2 separate regions of the Hordeum vulgare genome follow, and region 1 is linked to region 2. A link is a contact called in public Hi-C data. All regions are on one chromosome and are shown on one strand. Each heading gives the region's core, a stretch centred on a gene start, on an enhancer-like site or on the middle of the called end of the contact. The rest is flanking DNA. Distances are from core to core; before and after follow the strand shown.

What was found. Hi-C and Micro-C count contacts between places; a contact is called where the count stands out from the background.
Region 1: a Hi-C map of leaf shows a contact between it and region 2, with 8 times the contacts expected there. The contact joins the promoter of LOC123425464 here to the promoter of LOC123425461 in region 2. A contact is called at or near these places in 2 of 6 Hi-C or Micro-C datasets (leaf and seedling) and 1 of 1 datasets of contacts at active chromatin or transcription factors (embryo).

The regions. Positions count from the first base shown.
Region 1 is chr2H:119,874,795-119,879,367 of MorexV3_pseudomolecules_assembly, reverse strand. LOC123425464 (MFP1 attachment factor 1-like) reads left to right here and starts at 2,049. Exons shown (of 1, transcript XM_045109170.1): 1 at 2,049-2,952. The coding sequence starts at 2,140. The coding sequence ends at 2,634.
Region 2 is chr2H:119,689,259-119,693,848 of MorexV3_pseudomolecules_assembly, reverse strand. LOC123425461 (vesicle transport protein GOT1-like) reads left to right here and starts at 1,564. Exons shown (of 7, transcript XM_045109166.1): 1 at 1,564-1,689; 2 at 1,943-2,013; 3 at 3,382-3,473; 4 at 3,564-3,644; 5 at 3,740-3,837; 6 at 3,985-4,066; 7 at 4,273-4,590. The coding sequence starts at 1,983. The coding sequence ends at 4,311.

The sequences.
Region 1 (4,573 bases), core at 800-3,299, 190 kb before region 2:
CCGCGGGGGTAAGCGAAAACATTGCATTGAGTACATTGGGATGGCCCGCGCCACTGATTTGATCAACACCTCTTTCCCTGCTGCACACAAGATTTTCTGCATCCACCCTCTAACTTTTTCCATACTCGATCAAGCAAATATTTGAACACCCATTCTTCGGGTGATCCATATCTGTAGGCATACCCAGATACCGGTCGCTGAGAGATTCGTTTTAAAATTCCAGAGTAATTTTTATACTATCCGTACCCCTTGCGGGCAATCCTGACCGAAGATGGAAGATTTTTCATGATTTATTTTTACCCCGCTGTCAAGAAGTACCTCTCTAGTACTCCCTCTATAAAAAAAATAAAAACCCATGGAAGATCCAATGAGTGATTTTGCCTTTCTTCACGCAACAAAACGGAATGTGGGAGTGAGACAGCATCAGACGACCCTGCAGCCCATATACCGCCTCGATAGTAAAACCCATGGGCGCACGGCGCACGCTGGTCGTGTTCACGTGAGAGTGATGTTTGTTTTAAACCTTGAGATTGTAGACCTCGTCGTAAACGAACCCTCACCTTTAAACCCCTGAAATCTATACCCTGTACTCAAGAATCCCAGCCTATCTCAACCCTTGACCCGTTTGGCACACAGGGAAAAAGATGATCCTGATCAGGATCAAGCTCTACAACTGATATGTGTAGTCTCCCATCACGCCAGAGCCAGACAACTCGCCATGTGTGAACGGCGGCAACATGTTGATGGTGGAACACACATTGCAGTTGCTGATCATGGTGAAGAGCCCGACTACGACTGCGTCGGAGGTAGCCACCCGCGTTTTGTCGATGGCGACACCGTTGCTGGCGGTCCGGTCACAAAGTAGCCGGGGTTCCTGGCGAAGGGCTTCCAGATCGGGATGCCGAGCATCGTGATGGACAGTCGGTCCGCTAGGGGCACGAGGAAGAACACGCAGCCGACAAAAATGACCGCGCCCACGCCGTCGATGTTGAACCCGGTCCTGCCGTTGCTCGGGAGGCAGAGCATGATCGAATTCGCCACCTTCTGTGTCTGGCCACCGGGATCGAGAACGAGGCCCTGGAGCACGCGACCTCGGCGACGCCGTGCCGCTCGCCGTCTACGATCGGGCACATCGTGGTGGTGGCCGGACGTCCTCCCTCAGGCAGCTCTCAGTGCCCAGCCGTGCTCCAGGCTAGCCGCAGCTGCGAGCCGTCGGAGCAGTCGCCGCCTCCCTCCAGATGTGTGCGTCCAGCGGCCACCTACCTCCGATCGCCGACCGGGCGTCTGCATGCTGGTTGCTTTGCTGTTGCTGCTTCGCTGCGTTGCTTGCTTGCGTCATTGGTAGTCAGGCTGCAGATATGATCCACACCAGGAGAGAGGATGCCTCGTGCAGCGGCGCGGCCCATGGCGGCGGCGACCGGGCTTTGTTGATTGGAATCGATGATGTGAAGAAAGGCACGTACAAGATTGATCATGCAATCGTGCGTTGATGGTTAGTTATACATTGCATACGTGTATGCGTTCTACTGTTTATGTGTTTGCACATTCGTACTCGGCTGTAGCATTGCGAACGGGCCGCTTTGCATATAGTAATATCCAAGAGCTAGATCGTTGTGGAGAACTGGAGATCAGATGGACGGCACCTCCTCTCGAGCGCTCCTAAATGTGGCCGATACAGTCACCCAGTCCGCGCACAAGAACCAACTACGCTGCATTGCTGCCCGGTTTGCATGGGCTCACGCCAAGGGAGAAAGAGAAGATGAGACATAGATGAAGAAGATGAAGATGACACATAGGCCCATGTTGTCATTCAGAGAAATGAGCGATCTCCATCGGGATTGTGCTTACAAACAGGTCTAGGATTGGCTAAGGGTTGAAAACAACCGGGATTAAAAAAACAGGGTGCAAACTTTACGGATTTAAAGATAAGACTTCATTTTAAACGAGCTCTACAATCTAAAGGTTTAAAACAGACTTCACTCTTCACTTGACGGGACACGTGAGCCGTCACCCTCACCCGTGACGCGAACCAAACCAGACCCAACCTACCAAGTCTCCAACCCACCCCACAGACCAGAAGCACAGCTCGCTCTCCTCCCACTCCACGCCACAGATCTCTCCCTCTCTGCTCTCCACACCATGGCCGAGGACGCCCCCAACGCCGGCGCCGAGGGCGTCCACCCCGCGCCCACCGAAGCCTCCGCCGACGCCGCTACCCCTCCGGCGTCGGCAGAGAAGGCCTCGCCGGAGACGCTGCTCCCGTCGCTCAGCATCTGGCCGCCGTCGCAGCGCACGCGCGACGCCGTTGTGCGGCGCGTCGTGCAGACCCTGTCCGCGCCCAGCGTCCTCTCCCAGCGCTACGGCGCCATCCCGGAGCCGGAGGCCGAGGCCGCCGCCGCCGAAGTCGAGGCCGAGGCCTTCGCGGCCGCATCGGAGTCAGCCGCCGCCTCCCCAGCCTCCCTGGAGGAAGGGATCGAGGTCCTCCAGGCGTACTCCAAGGAGGTCAGCCGCCGCCTCCTCGAGCTCGCCAAGTCGCGCGCCACTGCCACCGCCGCTGCAGGGACCCCTGCGGAGCCGAGCGCTGAAGAGTCTGAGGGTTCGTCGGCGACTGCTCCGCCCCCAACGGAGGAGTAAGGTGCTAGCTCCGAGCTTTGATCCACTAAGATGTGCTGCTATTTTGGCATTTCGTTGGAGATTATCTATTGTTACTACTACTTCTACTACTACTACTTTACTAGAGATGCCTATGAGATGGGGAATTGATGTTTGTTTCATGAACCTGGTACCTTGCTACAAACTTTAAGCCATATCAGCCTATCAGGGGTGCATCATTGTCCTTAAGGTGTGCATGAATGATTCATCAGGTCATCTGTAACGCCTGCAGTAGATTGCAAGCAGATTGTACCAATGAATATTTGTACTAATGGTGCTAATTGTATGCTTGTTCCTTCAGTGTTGAGTTTGTTCTCGTTTGGATGGTGTAGCAGTGCGTGCTTTGGCCCATTAATCTTATGGACTTGGACGGCGTTAGTTCTTAGGTACTGTATTCCCTCTGTCTTGTAATAACATCTCATATTATGGGGCGGAGGGAGTAGTCATTGGTTCTTTAGGTTTCATTCTGTTGAAAGTAGTATATTGCTGAGCTGATTAAGTAAACCCTCCGTTCCAAAATAAGTGACTGAACTTTGCACTAATTTTATGCTGAAGTTAGTACAAAGTTGAGTCACTTATTTTGGGACGGAGGGAGTACTATCTATTTTGAGTTGAAAATAGGCGCATATTGTTTTCCAAAACACGCATGGGTTTATAAGTGTTTTTGGGTGTTTATTTAACTTTAAACTACAGTATTTCATTTCTACGTTAGGATAGATCAATGCTAGTCAGTTTTTGGTTGGCTGAATGGAGCTGCTAACATTGCATCCAAGACAGCAACTAGCATAGTAACATGTACTACTAGTAGTTGGCATTCCAATGAAGAGTACCCGATTGCAATACTAGGTGTGCACTATGCAGCTACGTCTGCGTACAGAATTAAGTTATTTTAAATTAGTTGGTCATGTGTTGCTAGATGAGAAGCACAGTTTACCAAATGCTAAATCTTGAAGCTTCAGTTTCTTCTACCTATGCTTTATGCCAGCTGTCAAGAATAAATGGTCTGAATTAAAGAAAACCAGCATGGAGTTTATGTGAATGAAAGAAGGTTTAGCTTTGCTTCAAAATTAAGTGAATGCAATACTCCCTCCGAACCATATTAATTGTCGCAGCTTTAGTGCAACTTTGGAAATAGTTTAGGTGGTGTTTCTTTACCTAGGGACTAGACTAAAAAGTCCGTTTTAGTCCCTAGGTAAAGAAACAGGAGGGACTTTTCCTTAACGGACTAGAAAAAGTCTTTATTGGAGGGACTTTTTTCTTTAGTCTCTGGGACTAAAAAAAGTCTAGTCCCTTGAAAAGAAACATCACCTTATTTGATTGAAAATAGTACTACCAATTTGGCTGGTTTTGCTTCAATGCTTATTTTAGGGCAACATACAAGACTAACCAATGTCTTCATAAGAGTCAACTTTGTCTTCTTTTTGTGAAAATTCTGATATTCTTCCACGTGATGCATCGACTGATAGTCTAGAGCTACCAGCCATGTATGTTGATGTTGTTTGTTGCCTTTTTTCTTTCTGGGGATGTTTGTTGGCTTGTGACTGTTCATGACATTGAATTATTGAAGCTAGCTACGGTTGATGCTGTTGATGTTTCTTAGTTTCCATAGTCAGTAGGTGCTACAGTTCTTTCATGGTGAATTGTTTTCTGGTACGTCCGTATACCTGGTGCTGTGTCATATTCATGCATAATGGTTGAGAGGCAATAAGGAGCTAAAGACATTAAAGAAAATAGACATATGGTCTGTGCAGGTTAAAAGAAGTACATACAATAAAAAAAACTGGAACACCTCAATTTAGGCCCTGTTTGGAACCACTCAGATTATATAAATCAGTTTTTATAATCTATTCTGTCTCCAAACAGGATAGATTATGGTATAGATTATAAAAACTAGACTAGATGGACGGATTATTAAAAACTC
Region 2 (4,590 bases), core at 315-2,814:
CCAGTGGTGAGCATCATGACGGTACTGATGAAGAAGGGTTGGTGATGACGATGACGATGAATCCCCCTCTCGAGAGCCCCAAACAAACTACAAATCAGCCCTTTGGAGGAAGAACAGGAGGTGGCGGCGGCTTCGTCTCGTGAAACGCAATGAAAACTTCTCTCTGGATTTTCTTCTTCGAAGATGTGATTTTTTACGACTGGAATTAGGGCCAGAGGAGCCACGTGGGCCCCACAAGCCATCAGGGTGCGACCTAGCGGGCGCCCTATTGGCTTGTGCCCCCTTGGCACACCTCCTTTGACAAGTCTTCGCTCCATAATTCCTTATAAATGCCATAAATAATGCATAAAAAGTTTTGTCCAATTTGAAAAACTTTTATTTTTGCAGAAAAATAACATCAAGGTAGTTCTGCTGAAAACAACATTAGTCCGGGTTAGTTTCATTCAAATCATGTAAATTAAAGGTCAAAACCAGAACAAAAGTGTTTGAAAAAGTAGATACATTAGAGACGTATGAGTAATTTCCTAATGGTTTTGGTGATGTGTCAACAATCATATAAAGTACCATAGAGAAGCGAAGGCGGGAGCATCCCGTTTATCTTCAAACTTGTTGAATCTTGCAACCAACAATAGCTATCTAGAGATATGTGGAGCTTATTGAGAAATTGGGATCCAAAAAATGTTACAATGGAGTCGGGCACATTGGAAGCTATTCAAGCATGTGGTGGATCGACTGAGATTTGGACTTCCTATACGACTATCTTAGCCGAAAGGTTTTAGAAAGCGGCTAGAACCGCTTTAGTCCTTTTTATTTATTGCCCTTGGGATAGAAATAGAGTGGTGCACAATTTAGCTGGATTCTCCTATCATTCGAATTCTAAGGGTTTCTTTTTTATTCAAAGGACTCTCAAATGAAATATTTCCTATGCGGGTTGTTTGATTTGTAGGATTGCAAATTATAGGAAATTGTCCTTAGGATTCATAGAAAACTTTTCATCCACTCCAAACCTCTTTGAAAGAATCTTATGTATTTCCTATGCACAACACAACCAAGCACGTTTACAATCTTGTAGTACGAGTAGTAATTAAGGTGACATCTCACTATGTTCTTAAAAATATATTGTTGTGTTTCGCAATTCTTGCAGATAAAAGATGCACTAAAATGTTTTGGGATGAAGATCCCCTAGTTTACTTTTATTTTCAAAAATATTGTTAATCGTTTGAGCCTTAATAAAGTGCATTGATGGTAATGGTATTCAGTAAAAAAACAATCTTGTTAGGACATTCCACTTGTACCATCCCCATTGGCCGGATGGCCTCATCGCCCTAAACCCTCGAGCCGAAGAGACGTGCTACTTCAAGGGCAAGCAAGTCCAGCCCGCCACGCGCACCCAGCCACCGCGGGCCCTCCTCTGCTCAGCGCCGCACGAGCCCAACGGCCGTTTTGAACCGGCCATGGCCGTCCGATCGCACCCTCGGCCGCTCGCGCCGACCGATCCGACGGCACGGGCTCGCGTCCGACCCCGCAAATAAGAACGGAGAAGGGCTTCTTCTCCGCGACAACCGTTCCGTTCATTCGCACCCCCGGCCTGAAGCCCCGAACCGACTCTCGTCTCTCGCCACTCGCCGCTCCCCCCCTCGACTTCGCCGTCTCCGGCCGGCGCCGCGCTCTTCGGGGCGTTCGACAGAGGTGCGTGCGCGTGCTTCTGCTTACCCCCTGATCACTCGCTCGCGGGAGCGCGAGATCCCCTCTCCTCCATTCCGCGTGCGTTTCCCGAGGTTTCTCGGTGTGCGTGCGAGTTGATTTGGTCGATTCCGTTGCGGCGCGGCGCGTGTCTGGTTTCCGGCCGGGTTTGGGTTTTGGTACATTGTTTCGTGGAGTCCTGATGCTGCAGCGCCTTGATCCTCTGACATGGTTCTTCTGTCCTTCGTTGCTGTTGCAGGCGGTCGCTGCTCGCGCGCGTGTGGCGGCGGGCGGGCGCGATGGTTTCCTTCGACATGAATGACCGCAAGAGTACGTGACTCCACAACCGCCCCCCTCCCCCTTCCTTCTCCCTCTCTCCTTCTAGCGCGATTCGTGTGTCGTTCGTTGCGAGATTGGGAGGTGTTTGCTCTCTCGCCAGTCTCGTAAATTATTCGTCTCGCACTTGGCCCCGTCTGCTGCTCTGGTGTCGAAAGCCGTAGGGGATTGAGATGGTTGTTTTGTTTTCTGTAGCTACAACTGATCCAATGGTGATTCGCGCCTTGGTTGCTACGAATTCTGCTCCGTATTTTACAGTCCGATGGGTTTACTGTCAAAGTTAGCAGTATTGGTTTGGTGTGTAGAATCTCGCCGAAATTCAGCGATGTTTTATCTCAGGGTTTGATTAGTGTGAATTATTCGCTGTTGGTATGATGTCGTTGCGTTAATTCTTTTGGTCCACTGTTTACATGTGGCAAAACTATTCTTCTATCATTGCTTCTGGGTAGGATTAGAAGTGTGTGATTTCTAATGTTTCATGTTTGGCAGACAGATGTGTAGAAAATTAACTAGCGATTATGAGTATGACATCTGTTCAGAATAAGAACCACTCATGCTATTCGGTATTTTACTGCTTGGTCATTGGTTGGTGTACACATTTTCAGGTAGTAATAATCAGGAGGCACCATCTAATAGTTGCTAACTGCTAAATATAGCAGTTGGTGTACAAATTCTTCTATGCTTAATTTTACAGTCCGATGGGTTCACTGTGCAAGTTAACAGTATTGGTTTGGTGTGTTGAATCTGTCCCAAATTCAGCGATGTCTTGTCTCAGGGTTTGCTTAGTGTAAATTATTTGCCGTTAGTATGATCATGATGTCGTTGCATAAATGTTTTTGGTCCACTATTTGAATGTGGCAAACTATTCCTCTCTCATTGCCTCTGTGTAGGATTAGATCAGTGTGATTTCTAATGTTTGTCAAACAGATGTGTACAAAATTAACTTGGGCTTAGGTGCATGGCATCTGTTCAGAATAAGAACCACTCGTGGTGTTCGGTGTTTTCCTGTTTGGTCATTCGTTGTTGAACAAGTTGTCAGGAAGATATAATCAGTAGATGCTAAATGCTCAGTATGACTGTAATCGGCTGTCTAAGTGACACTTCCCTTTCACGTCTTGTACAATGCACCTGTTCCTCTGAACTCTTGCTCAAACTACAAATAATTTCTAAGTATGGCTGTATTTTGGAGCGTCTAATTTAATCAAGTGACACTTGTCTTGGACTGCACCTCTGAGCTCTTGCTCAAACTACAAGTAGTTTCTAAGTATGGCTGTATTTTGGGGCGTCTAACTTAACCAACTGACACTTGTCTTGTACTGCATCTCTGAACTCTTGCTCAAGTTGTTTCATATTTTCCAACAGAGATTGGGCTGGGCTTGACTGGGTTTGGAGTTCTCTTCTCGTTTCTTGGGATCCTCATGCTGTTTGACAAGGGGTTCTTGGCAATGGGGAATGTAAGAATCATCCTCCTGGTTTACTTATACTTCGCTGCAAGCCTGCAACCGATTCCTTTCTAATTACCATCATGTATATCATGTTGTCAGATTCTCTTCGTATCTGGTGTTTCACTAACCATTGGGCTGAAGTCAACCGTACAGTTCTTCACCAAGCCTAAGAATCACAAGGTCATATACACGTAACAAAGCAAGCTCGGTCATACATACAAACTGTTCAGTTCCGGTTCAGTTATGAGCTAACAAAGATTCACCTGAATGTGCAGGGTTCGATTGCTTTCGGGATTGGACTTTTCCTCGTCCTCATTGGTTGGCCTGTCTTTGGAATGATGGCGGAGTCGTATGGCTTTGCCGCGCTGTTCAGGTTCGTAAATCCTGTGTTGTGCATTTATATGGTCATCTTATGTCTGGTTTTCGGTGTGCAGTAAGAAATGGTAGAAGCCTTTGGGTCTAATGCTGCTGAATTTTATATGGTCATCTTATATCTGACTGCTACTGAATTTTTTCACAGCGGCTTCTGGCCCACTGCTGCTGTTTACCTGCAAAAGAACCCCACCGTCGGTTGGATTTTCCAACACCCTTATGTGACTTCGGTAAGATAATATGTAACCCTTGTTCTTTGTGGCTTTGCTATTGCCGAGGTGCCTAAATTTTCTTCCAAGTCTAACCCAATTTCGTCACCACTTCGTTTATATGGAGATATTTTTGTGAGAGATTATTTACATGGAGATTGATGAACCATATGACTAGATCTCAACTCCCATTATTCTTACTACTGTTTCCTACTCCAATTTCGCAGTTGCTCACCCGGTTCAGAGGAAGACGAGTCCCCGTGTGATCGCCGTGCTGTCGAAACATTCCCAAAGGATGCCAGATCGCTCTGTATAAAGTAGACGGACATGTGTTCTCTTGCTCGTTTGTTGATTCCTTGGTTCTGCTGGATGTGAATCTTGCTGCGCTGCTACCAGTGGATTTTCCACAGATCTCTAGACTCTGCCAAGAATACCTTTTGTACAAAGCATTCGTTAGTACCACTTGTTAATGAGACAAAGAGCTGAGCTCTTTTCTGAATGATGGTAAGTCTGAGAGAATGGTGAATTGGTTCGTGCATAGTAGT